2 separate regions of the Anser cygnoides genome follow, and region 2 is linked to region 1. Evidence: chromatin contacts called from public Hi-C data. All regions are on one chromosome and are shown on one strand. Each heading gives the region's core, a stretch centred on a gene start, on an enhancer-like site or on the middle of the called end of the contact. The rest is flanking DNA. Distances are from core to core; before and after follow the strand shown.

Evidence for each region. A called contact is a pair of places that touch in the nucleus more often than the background predicts.
Region 2: a contact with region 1 is called in a Hi-C map of liver, with 1.9 times the contacts expected there. The contact joins the promoter of KCNK5 here to the enhancer-like site in region 1. A contact is called at or near these places in 2 of 7 Hi-C or Micro-C datasets (both in liver).

The regions. Positions count from the first base shown.
Region 1 is chr3:32,592,769-32,597,266 of Taihu_goose_T2T_genome, reverse strand. No RefSeq gene overlaps it. Among named protein-coding and RNA genes, the nearest start is that of KCNK5, 63 kb to the left of the region's middle. Within about 2 kb of position 2,491, at least 2 of the 3 cell types and tissues checked have open chromatin away from gene starts, as enhancers often do. A contact at or near this core is called in liver, where this site is marked.
Region 2 is chr3:32,656,709-32,661,622 of Taihu_goose_T2T_genome, reverse strand. KCNK5 (potassium two pore domain channel subfamily K member 5) reads right to left here and starts at 3,288. Exons shown (of 5, transcript XM_048080093.2): 1 at 2,948-3,288. The coding sequence starts at 3,133. LOC125184888 (a long non-coding RNA gene) reads left to right here and starts at 3,451. Exons shown (of 2, transcript XR_007169489.2): 1 at 3,451-3,776; 2 at 3,845-4,079.

The DNA of each region.
Region 1 (4,498 bases), core at 1,242-3,741:
TAAGTGACCTGAAGGAGCCTTCAGCAGCCCTATAGTAGCCAAAATCTCAGGACAGGGACTGATTTCAGGCCCCAGGGGAATATCTTGTCTTTTGGTGGGCTGATCAAGAGAAAGGGGTAGATCTAAAAATGTCACTGACATCATGGTTTAATTGGTATCTGTGTGTTTTGCTCCAAATTTTCATTATCCTTATCACAACACCGTAAGCCATCACCAGTATCTTTAGTGAATGCTGTCCTATGAGAATATACTCATACAGCAGCTTGTTCCTTTTGTGCTTCCTTCTGGTCAGGTAACCATGACTTCTCTGCTATGCTCAAGTCTTACCCATTAACCTGCTCATTCATCCATCCGCTTCCCAATCTATCCACCTTTAAAATCACTTAGAAACTGACACAAGAGCATTCACTCAGATATTGATGTTAATTTAAATGAATCAATCTGGATCATCCCCTTGGGCCTGACTCTCATTAATATTTAAAATCACATTTCACAGACCCAGGAAATGGAAAATTGGATCTTTCCAATTAAATTGACACTTTCCATTAATGACATTGTTCTGCTGTTATTATTGACAGTTTAGTGCAGCAGCAATCTAACCAGCCCAACATGTTGATTTCTGCCTTTTCCAACACCGTGAAGAAAATAATCTTTAAAGACAAAATATTTTAACTGAAGAAACAGAAGAGGCTGAAGTATTTAATGCATCTATATATATATTAAAAAATAAATAAAACAAACAGAAATAGGACCCACACATAAGGTTATTTACTTTAGTGCCTTATGGTGTTATCTCTGAGCTGATTTTTTTCTCACCTGCTTTTTTCATCTTTGGCGGTGCTAAAATTGCTATGTCTTTCTTATCTTGTCTTGATTACCCTACGCAGAAAAAGTCCATGCTCAAAAGATACTGGATAGTAAAACCTTTCAACAGTCATGGAACATGGTAAACCAAGAAATAACCAAAACAGGTATATTCATGTAACTTGTATTTCTACCTTCAAAAAGACCAGGGAAAACAACATAAATCAGGTTTGTCTAGCTTTTTAACAGCTGGGTACTGCATTATATGGTCAGATAAATACACATTTTAAAACCCTTTGATTAAAAAAGAGAAACTGCTCAGGGTACAGATAGACTCATCAATGGGTTGGAACTGGCTCTTGGGCTGCCTACGAGCACCCCTGTAGTTTAGGATATACTATGCAAATGAGAATGTGCACACCCCGTGTGACACATCCCTTGAACATAAAAGCGTGGAGCTACTGAACTATTTCAAACAGATAGGTGGTCTTGTCCAGATCTAGTGCCTGCTTTGTGTCACAGGGAGCTGCTTTTGTTTCAAGGAGTGTAGCATCTGCATCAACAAATGAGAAGGAAATGCAGAGGTGTCCCATCTTCATTGGGAATGTGTAAATCACCTCTATTCCTGTCTTGGGGCTTACATGGGAGGAGTCCAGAGCTCCTATTTAGCCTCTGGTATGAGAAAGACTGGACAGCTGTGACTGCCGTGATGTCTAGATGTCTTGTGTTAATGAGTCAACTTCCAATTAAGCTGAAAATGTGATTGTGGGCCTGCATTCTTGGCTGCCATAAATCTGTTCAAATTTACATAATCTTAAAATACTCACAGTCTGCTCAGTTATCCCATCAAGAATCTGGTGTATATTTAGTGTCCTTCCATTATCTTAATCTCTAGAGTTTATAAGGTAAGGGGGAGGAAGCAAGGAGATTGAGTCTGCAAACAACCTCCAAGATAGCCACAGTTTAACTGAAAACTTCACGATGGGAAAGTGGTTGAAGTGATACTTGGCTTTTTAAAACAATTTACGATCAGTGCTGGGTTTAAATCCTCCCTATGATACCTCTTTAGGAATATTAGGTGCACAGGAAGGCTCTTAAGAACAGCACTCTCCATTGAGTGGTAATGAGTGGGGGTGACAGCAGTGTCAAGTGATGCTTGCTGGCATGTCTGCATCACACAGTGCAGCCTGGCTGCAGAGGCACCCTAAACAGCTGGATTGCAGCGAGCAGCACAAGCATATGCACTTTCCAGGAAACCTTACTGCTTTTAAGCCAAATCCGGTTTCTCCAAAAAGCCACCGTGCATCATACAGACATGCCAGCTTGGGAAAGAACAGGTCACTGTTAGTCCATGTGCCTGCATTGCATGGTATGGACATTACCATGCCTGTTACAGTTCCCCAAATGACCAGCCTGTTAAAGAAGACTTTTAAAAAACTTCTACCTCCTACCAAAACAGAGCACAGAACCACACAAAAATCCCAGGTGAAATGTGGAAAGAGGAGATTTTTGAACACATAGGGGTAGAGGAATAAATAGTTTAAGCACAGAGCTTACATTTTGGAATGGGAAATCAGAAAAAAAATGTTTACAAAACGCATGAGTAAAGAAAAATGTTTGAGTTTTTATCTCTTTGCAAAGAAAGTTATTGGCTTGTATTGAGCCTTTCCCTGGGAGTGTTTGCAAACCAAACATTATGCAGCTGCCAAGTGCCTGAAAACCAAAATGTGAAACTGACCTAAAATAAAAGCAAAAGCGAGTGCTTTATTTTCATCAACACAGAAGAAGAGAAATGAAAGGCCAAGATGCAGGGCGAGTAAAGACCTCTAGGATGTGATTAATGTGCGCAATGCCAAGACCACCTCTACAAGCCACTGAAAGTTATACATACTGTTCAGGTGAAATTTGTCCTACCCTAAAAGTGGGTCAGTCAAATCATATCCCTGAAGTGCCTTTGACCAGATTATATATAAATGCCTAATATTGGATGACATGACTGCTTTGCCTAATCTTTAACATATATCAATCTGCAACACTGTAACGCCCCTTCCAGTTAAACTAAGCATTTCAGAGAAAAGTAGAGAATAAAAAAAGAAAGAAGATGTTAGAGACAGACAAGAGAAGGGAAGGCTGGATCTGTCATGTGTTATCTGTGCAGTGATGGTGATTTCCCAAGTTTCCTGTACACTATGGATTGTACTGAAGCTATGTCACTACCTGTCACTCAGGGCTCATGCCTACAGCCACACACTAGCTAGAGCACACCGTGAAATGCCTGATGAAGTTTCAGGTGTGCTCAGATGTTTTTCCCACAGAAATGAAATAGATGGGAACTAGATTACCTCTGGGAAACTGGCAGTCATGCCACCAGTGTCTCACTTTCTTCCACAGCTGTGTGGATACTGTAACCAGCTGGAGACAACATCTAGCTTACTGAGCTGTGTGGGTGTTCACAGGGTGCTTGCAGTAGTCGGTACATTAGTGGAGCACATTACGGGGCTTATTTCTGAAAATATCACGCAAATCTTAAATAGTGACTTCTCTCAGTATTTCTGGGAGCTACAGAATAGGGATCATTAATTCCATTTTATGACTGGCAAAGTTGAGTTACAGAGAAGTAAAAGTCTAAAGATAGTCTTCACTCTTCCTTCTACGTCTGCCAGCCTAACTATGTTGGTCAGAGATTGAAGGCAGCAGTTATTCCAACAAGATAAGCAACCCTTTATGTCCTTGGGGAAAGTAGTATGAGCTTTATACTCATTAGGAGGGTTTCCTGGTATAACAATACCAATTGGAGTTAACTGGCAAATACTTCCTTGTGCAGATAAGGTTTGAATTATTCCAGAAGCACGTTCCTACAACATGATCATATATTCCCGCCACTCTGCTTCACCGTTTCTCATATACATAACTTACTGCATTCAAAATCCTTTTCCTACCTTATCGTATGTCCCTGTGTGTCTGTGTGCATGCAGAGTTTCAACACCCCTCATTGCTTGGGTTAGAAGTGCCCTGACCCACAGACAGTTAGCAGACTGCTAAGCCAAGATCTGCAGTAAGCCACCAGTGCCTGTCTGGGCAAAGGGGTCTGGGGCTGCAGACTTGAAAGTTAGCGCCTGTGTTTGTTAGGAAGTGTGAATCAACAGATGATCCCATGCTGAGCAGATCTGAAACCAGATATACGGTCAGTCACACCAGGCCCTGCTTAATCAGCTGGTTTTGCTTGGAAATACGATAAGGGAGGGCAAGGCTGGGAGACGCAGCTCATATTGGCAGTCTCTGACAGCTCCCTCGTATTGCAAAGCAAGTGGTGTGGAAGATTATAGGTGCGAAACCTGCTCACCCGCCCAGAGACTGCACAGTTTGACTTTTTTTTCCAGCACGTCATTTATTTGTGTAATGCCATTGCACAGTTGTTCCAGCTGTATGTAGAGCTACATTCTTTAAAACAGATCGCTCAGGTCTGATGTAACTTAACCAGACGCAGCAGAGCTCGACCATGCTCTGCAGTTCTACATCACAGCTAGCATCCTGAGGGCCCTCCAGTGGCAACCCCTCCAGAGGTGCCTCGGTCCCCCTGTTTAGAGACTAGACACCTTCTCAAAATTGCTACTAGCTACTCAGCAGGTACTCACCTGGGATCTGGGGCCAAGCCTCTGCACCTCCTAAGATGCTGGGTACCCCGAGGCATCCT
Region 2 (4,914 bases), core at 2,039-4,538, 64 kb before region 1:
CTTGTGAGCTTTGTGAAAGTGTTTGTTAAACATTTCAATAAAAGTTTATTGCAGTGTATTTGTACTGTAATCAGGTGTTGTGAAATCTTCTATTACAGAATGCAAGCTTTAGACAGTATTTGACATAATACAGCCCCCTTAATAATCACTTGAATTGTTGGTATAAACATACCAGTCCGTACATGAATTGAGAGTCTGTGCTGATAAAAACAAAAACCAAAAACGAGTAGGTTAAGTGGTTAAGATCACCCTAGACATCTAACTTTGCAGCCATTCCACACACTTTCTATTACACTTACAGCTAACATAAGGCTGAGATGAACACATGAGCTAACCTGGGTGGGGAACAAGGGCAGCAGAGAGATCTGTCTCTGAATAAGTCAGTCCTTGTCACCTTTCAGCTTGCTTCTGTAAACAAAATTGAATTGTTAGTTCAAGTTGAACATTTCTTGGCATCGTTGCATTTTACCAACAACCATTTAACGTCTTATATCTGGCGATATTTGCTAAAAAATTTTATCTAGTGTGTTTTAAATTGGGATATTAAAGAGAATATCAGAGAAGTAATTAGAAGAGCTGAATGTGGCTCCACAGAACATTAGTGGGCACCGCAAGAAGAGAGATAAAAGGCTTTGAAATGAACTTAAGGCCATGAAACAGGAGGCAAAAGCTGAGAAATGGGTTAAGTCATGCAAAATCTCAGGAACTAGTTCAGGGATTCTATGGAAGAAGCTCAGAGAAGCAAAACAGAAGTGTGGATTAGGAAAAAAAAATATATGTTTTAAAATCAACAACATTCTGGATGAATTGTAAGAGAATAAATTTGGAGGGGGTTAATATAAGAGCAGGGTGATCAGGATTTGCCAAAAGAGACAGAGATTTATAATGTTTAAAAGAATTAGCAGAACCCAAGAGAAAAAGCATAGATAGTGCTTGACAAAGCACTGTTACAAATACTATTTACAGTATACTTCACAGCTTATTCAAGTTGAAATCCTGATGCCCTTACATTTTTTTTTCTCCCCTCTTTGTATCAGCTGGGCTAGATTTCACCCTGCCGTTCTCCTCTGTAGGAAACGCTACTTCCCTCCTCACCACTTCTCACACAAAATGAGAACAGCAACAAAAGTACAAGTCTAGATGAAAGCAAGCAGAGAAGTTTCCAGTTACCAACAAGAGTAAAAGAAGAGCGAGCTATGTTTTATGTTTTAGCTAAACTGGGCTTAAGAGGACAACAGAATATCTAAAAGCGATCATCTGACCAGCAAGGTCAGACATGGAAAGTAAGGTATAATTGGAAGCAGTACAGAGACAAAACAGAAATACACCAGGAGCTAACACACTGAAGAGGGAAGGCCCTCCTCACTGAGGTGTACAGAAGTACTCAAAACAAATACTTTGATCTGCCCACAGTTTGCCTTATACTACTTCTCCTCACTAACTCTGCACCCATCACCACTCTACAACATGCTATAGTCCATCCTAATGAACTAATCTATAACTTTTTCCCTGGTCATTTTATATTTTAGGAAAAAAATCTTTCTGCAACTTCAGGATCAGTTGTGATAAAGGTCATGGAAAAACACTAGCTAAATGATTCCCTCATACCAACGTCAATTTCATCCTAAACTGAGCCAGAGTCTGGATTCTGAATGATATCTACAGCAAGTCAAGCACACTAGGTTTAAGGTACACCCCAATCCAAATAAGGTTTTTCTCTCGGGGATCTTGGACAGGTTTAGGATAACCTAGACTAAGATTTCAGTGAGATTCCAGTACAGCAAAGGCATCCTCGAAAGCACAGCACGTCTTTCATTTTCCCGACATCCCTCCACAATTTCAAGCCTCCATCCACCATTCCACTCCATACCACGACACTGTATTTAATGGGGGTACTGAGACGGTAACAACAAGGACACTGCCAACAGAAAGCTCTGCTATCTGAAGCAGACAGAAAGCAGCCACCAACCGAAGGACGAAGACTTAAACCACAAACTTTTAGAACCAAGAACCATACCCTCTTCTAAGCTTGCACAGTATCAATTACGCCAACAGTCATGAGTCATTTTCCCCGTCTTCTGTATTTTAGCATTTTAGTAGACTTTTTAGCGAATTTAAAAATAAAGTTTTTTAAAAATCCGAAACACAATGAACATGAGGTCTAGTCAATATAAACATCTCTGAAATAAAGTCCCAAAGGACTCATTTCCACTGCTGGAGCCCCGCGTATCTAAGCAGCCTATTTTCCACGGTTCACCGTTGCTGGCCACCATCTTTTAATGGACACCACGTCCATTAAAGGACACTAACCAAGTTTATACTACTCTGCGATTTTATACATACTATTGATTAATAATTAGATTTGAAGAGGCGTTCTGCCAGATAAGAGGGAGAGGACGATTAACCCGCTCCGCATGCTTAGAAAGAGGTCTTTGGGCTGAAGTGGAAGAGGGCTGCAAGCATCCCTGGGTGCGAGGCGCTCATCCCTGGGCGGCCTGAACTTTCCTTCAGCTGCCCCGACTGACCCCTCAGACCTGCACTCAGCGCCCTGACAACTCACAACGAGGGCATTCAGTACGGGGGAGAAAACATGGGAAATAAATAAATAAAGTCCAGCCCAAACAGAAGACGCTCAAGACGCTCGGCTTCACCTTCCCCTCCTCACACACGAGGGAGGGAGCCCCTCCGGGTGGGCCAAGAGCCGCAGCGAGCACCTCGGTGCCGGGCTGGCAGCGAACCGGGGGCTCCCTCCTCGCCCCGATCGCGGGCCCCCGGGGCTCGGAGCTTTCCTCGAGGAGGCTCCGGGCTCGGCGGAGACGGGACCGCCGCTGGCTCTCCCCGGGGAGCCCGGCACTGCCCCTGCCCTGCTCCCGGCCCCGCTCCCGGTCCCGGTCCCGCCCCGGGGCGCCCGGCGGCACCTGCTCCCGCCCGGCCGCCAGCCCGGTACCTGCAGAATCTTGTCCAGCCCCTCCTGGCCCAGGCAGGGGAACTGCTTGAGCAGCTCCGTCTTCTGTCGCTTGTAGTCGTCGGTGGCCGAGCGCCAGTGCGGCTCCTCCAGCACCTCGAAGATCGCCGCCCCGATGGACAGGTAGAAGATGATGGCCGAGGTCAGCAAGGGGCCCCTGTCCACCATGGTGCCGCCGGCGGGGAGGCGAGGAGAGGAGAGAGGAGAGGAAGAAGAGGGCCGGGGAGGGCGGGCGGGCGGAGCGCGGCGGGCGGGCCGGGGAGGCTGCCCCGCGTTGCGGCCGTGGGTGCCCGCGGCCGCCCCTGACACCTCTGCCTTGCCCCGCCGTGCGCCGCGCCGCCTCTCCCGGCCGCTGCCGCTTTCCCTTAGAGCCTTCCACACTCCCCTCCCACTCTCCTCCTCCCTCACTTCTCCTCCTCCGCTCCGCTCCTCTCCTCTCCCCCCGGCTTGCCTCCTTCCCCCGTGGTTTTTTTTTTTTCGTTTTTTTTTTTTCTTTCTTTTTTCCCTCCCCTCCCTCCTCAGCAGCGATTTGAATTTGGTGCCCTCCCGCTTCCTCCCCCTCCGCCCAGCCCCAGCGTGCGCATGCGGGGCTGCGGGCGGGGGAGAGGCCGGCGGGGCGCCCCGAGGTGCGGCCCCCGGATGGCCCCGGCTCTGATCTCGGTCCTAGCCCCTATCCCCCATCCCAGTCCCGGTCCCGGTCCCGGTCCCGGTCCCGATCCCGGCCCTCACCCGCCCGTGAGGGGCCGCGCCGGGGAGAGGAGGGTGCGCGACCTCCCCGCCGCCGTTGGGAGCGAGTGTGGGGGCCGCTGAGGTGAGCCCGGCCTCGCTTCCCTCAGTGACTTTTTGTTACCGTCGCTGTTACTTGACTCATCCTGCCAGGTTCCCCGGAGGTTTTCGTTTTCGACGCTGGAAGGTTGTGAAATAAGGCGTTCGGCAAAGCGCTGGAGGAGAGGTGGCAGCAGCTCTGAGGAGGACAGAAGGGGGGCGGCGGGCAGGCTTTGCCCTTGCCCCGGGATGTTGTCCGTGGGTGTTATGGACCCTTCACCACAAGAACAGCATCTCCCTTCCGTCATGCATTTTGTAAACTCAATAAATCACACGTTTCTGTATGCACCCATGCGTGTGGGCCTGTGAGTTTCCATGAGATGTTCAAGCTCTCTGGGGTGAAGTTCACCAGCTTGCCGTGATCATGGAGCCCTTCCCAGGAGCCTTTCATGGCCACGCTCCTCCACAGTCGTACATCAGGGCTGCTGGAAGTGGAGTTGAATGGTCAGAGAAAGATCAACTCAGTGACGAGATAGAGCTGTGTGTTACATGACGTGGCAAAGGGCTCCTGGTGTGCATGCAGTTTGTGTTAGGAATGCTGTTATTGTGGCATAACTTAATTCCCCGACTCCCCTAGCCCTCTTCCCCCTGGACACCCAAGAAAATGGTCAAAAATGCAGAGGTGTCCAAAGGATTTTTAGGTGCTTAGGTATGTCAGCTGGAGTCCACACACCAAAGGGCTGAGGTTAGCCTGCTGAAATTCTCATGTGGCCCTAATTGAAATGGGAGGAGGGAAAATGGAGAAAACTGGAAAGAGGAAGGAAACAAGGAGAAAATACACAACAAAGTATGAGAAAGGAAAAAGGAGAACATGTGGAAGGCAAAGGAACTGCCTCGGTTAGGAGGTAGCCAGAGACACCTATCTGTAAAACTTTGACTCATGCCAAATGGATGCTCTTGTGAGACTGCCCACAGAAATTTACATGGCCCTTAAGCAGTCCTTCCTACTAGCTTGTACAGTGCTTGATGAAAATACATCTGCCAGAGGTTCCTGGCAGCTTAAAAAGCAGGACTGGAGAAACCACAAAATCCACAAGCATGTTACGTGATCAGCATCGCTCTTTTTTTGCATGGGATTCCCCAGTTATGTAAAGGCAACATTAAGAAGACAAAAGGATTGCCAA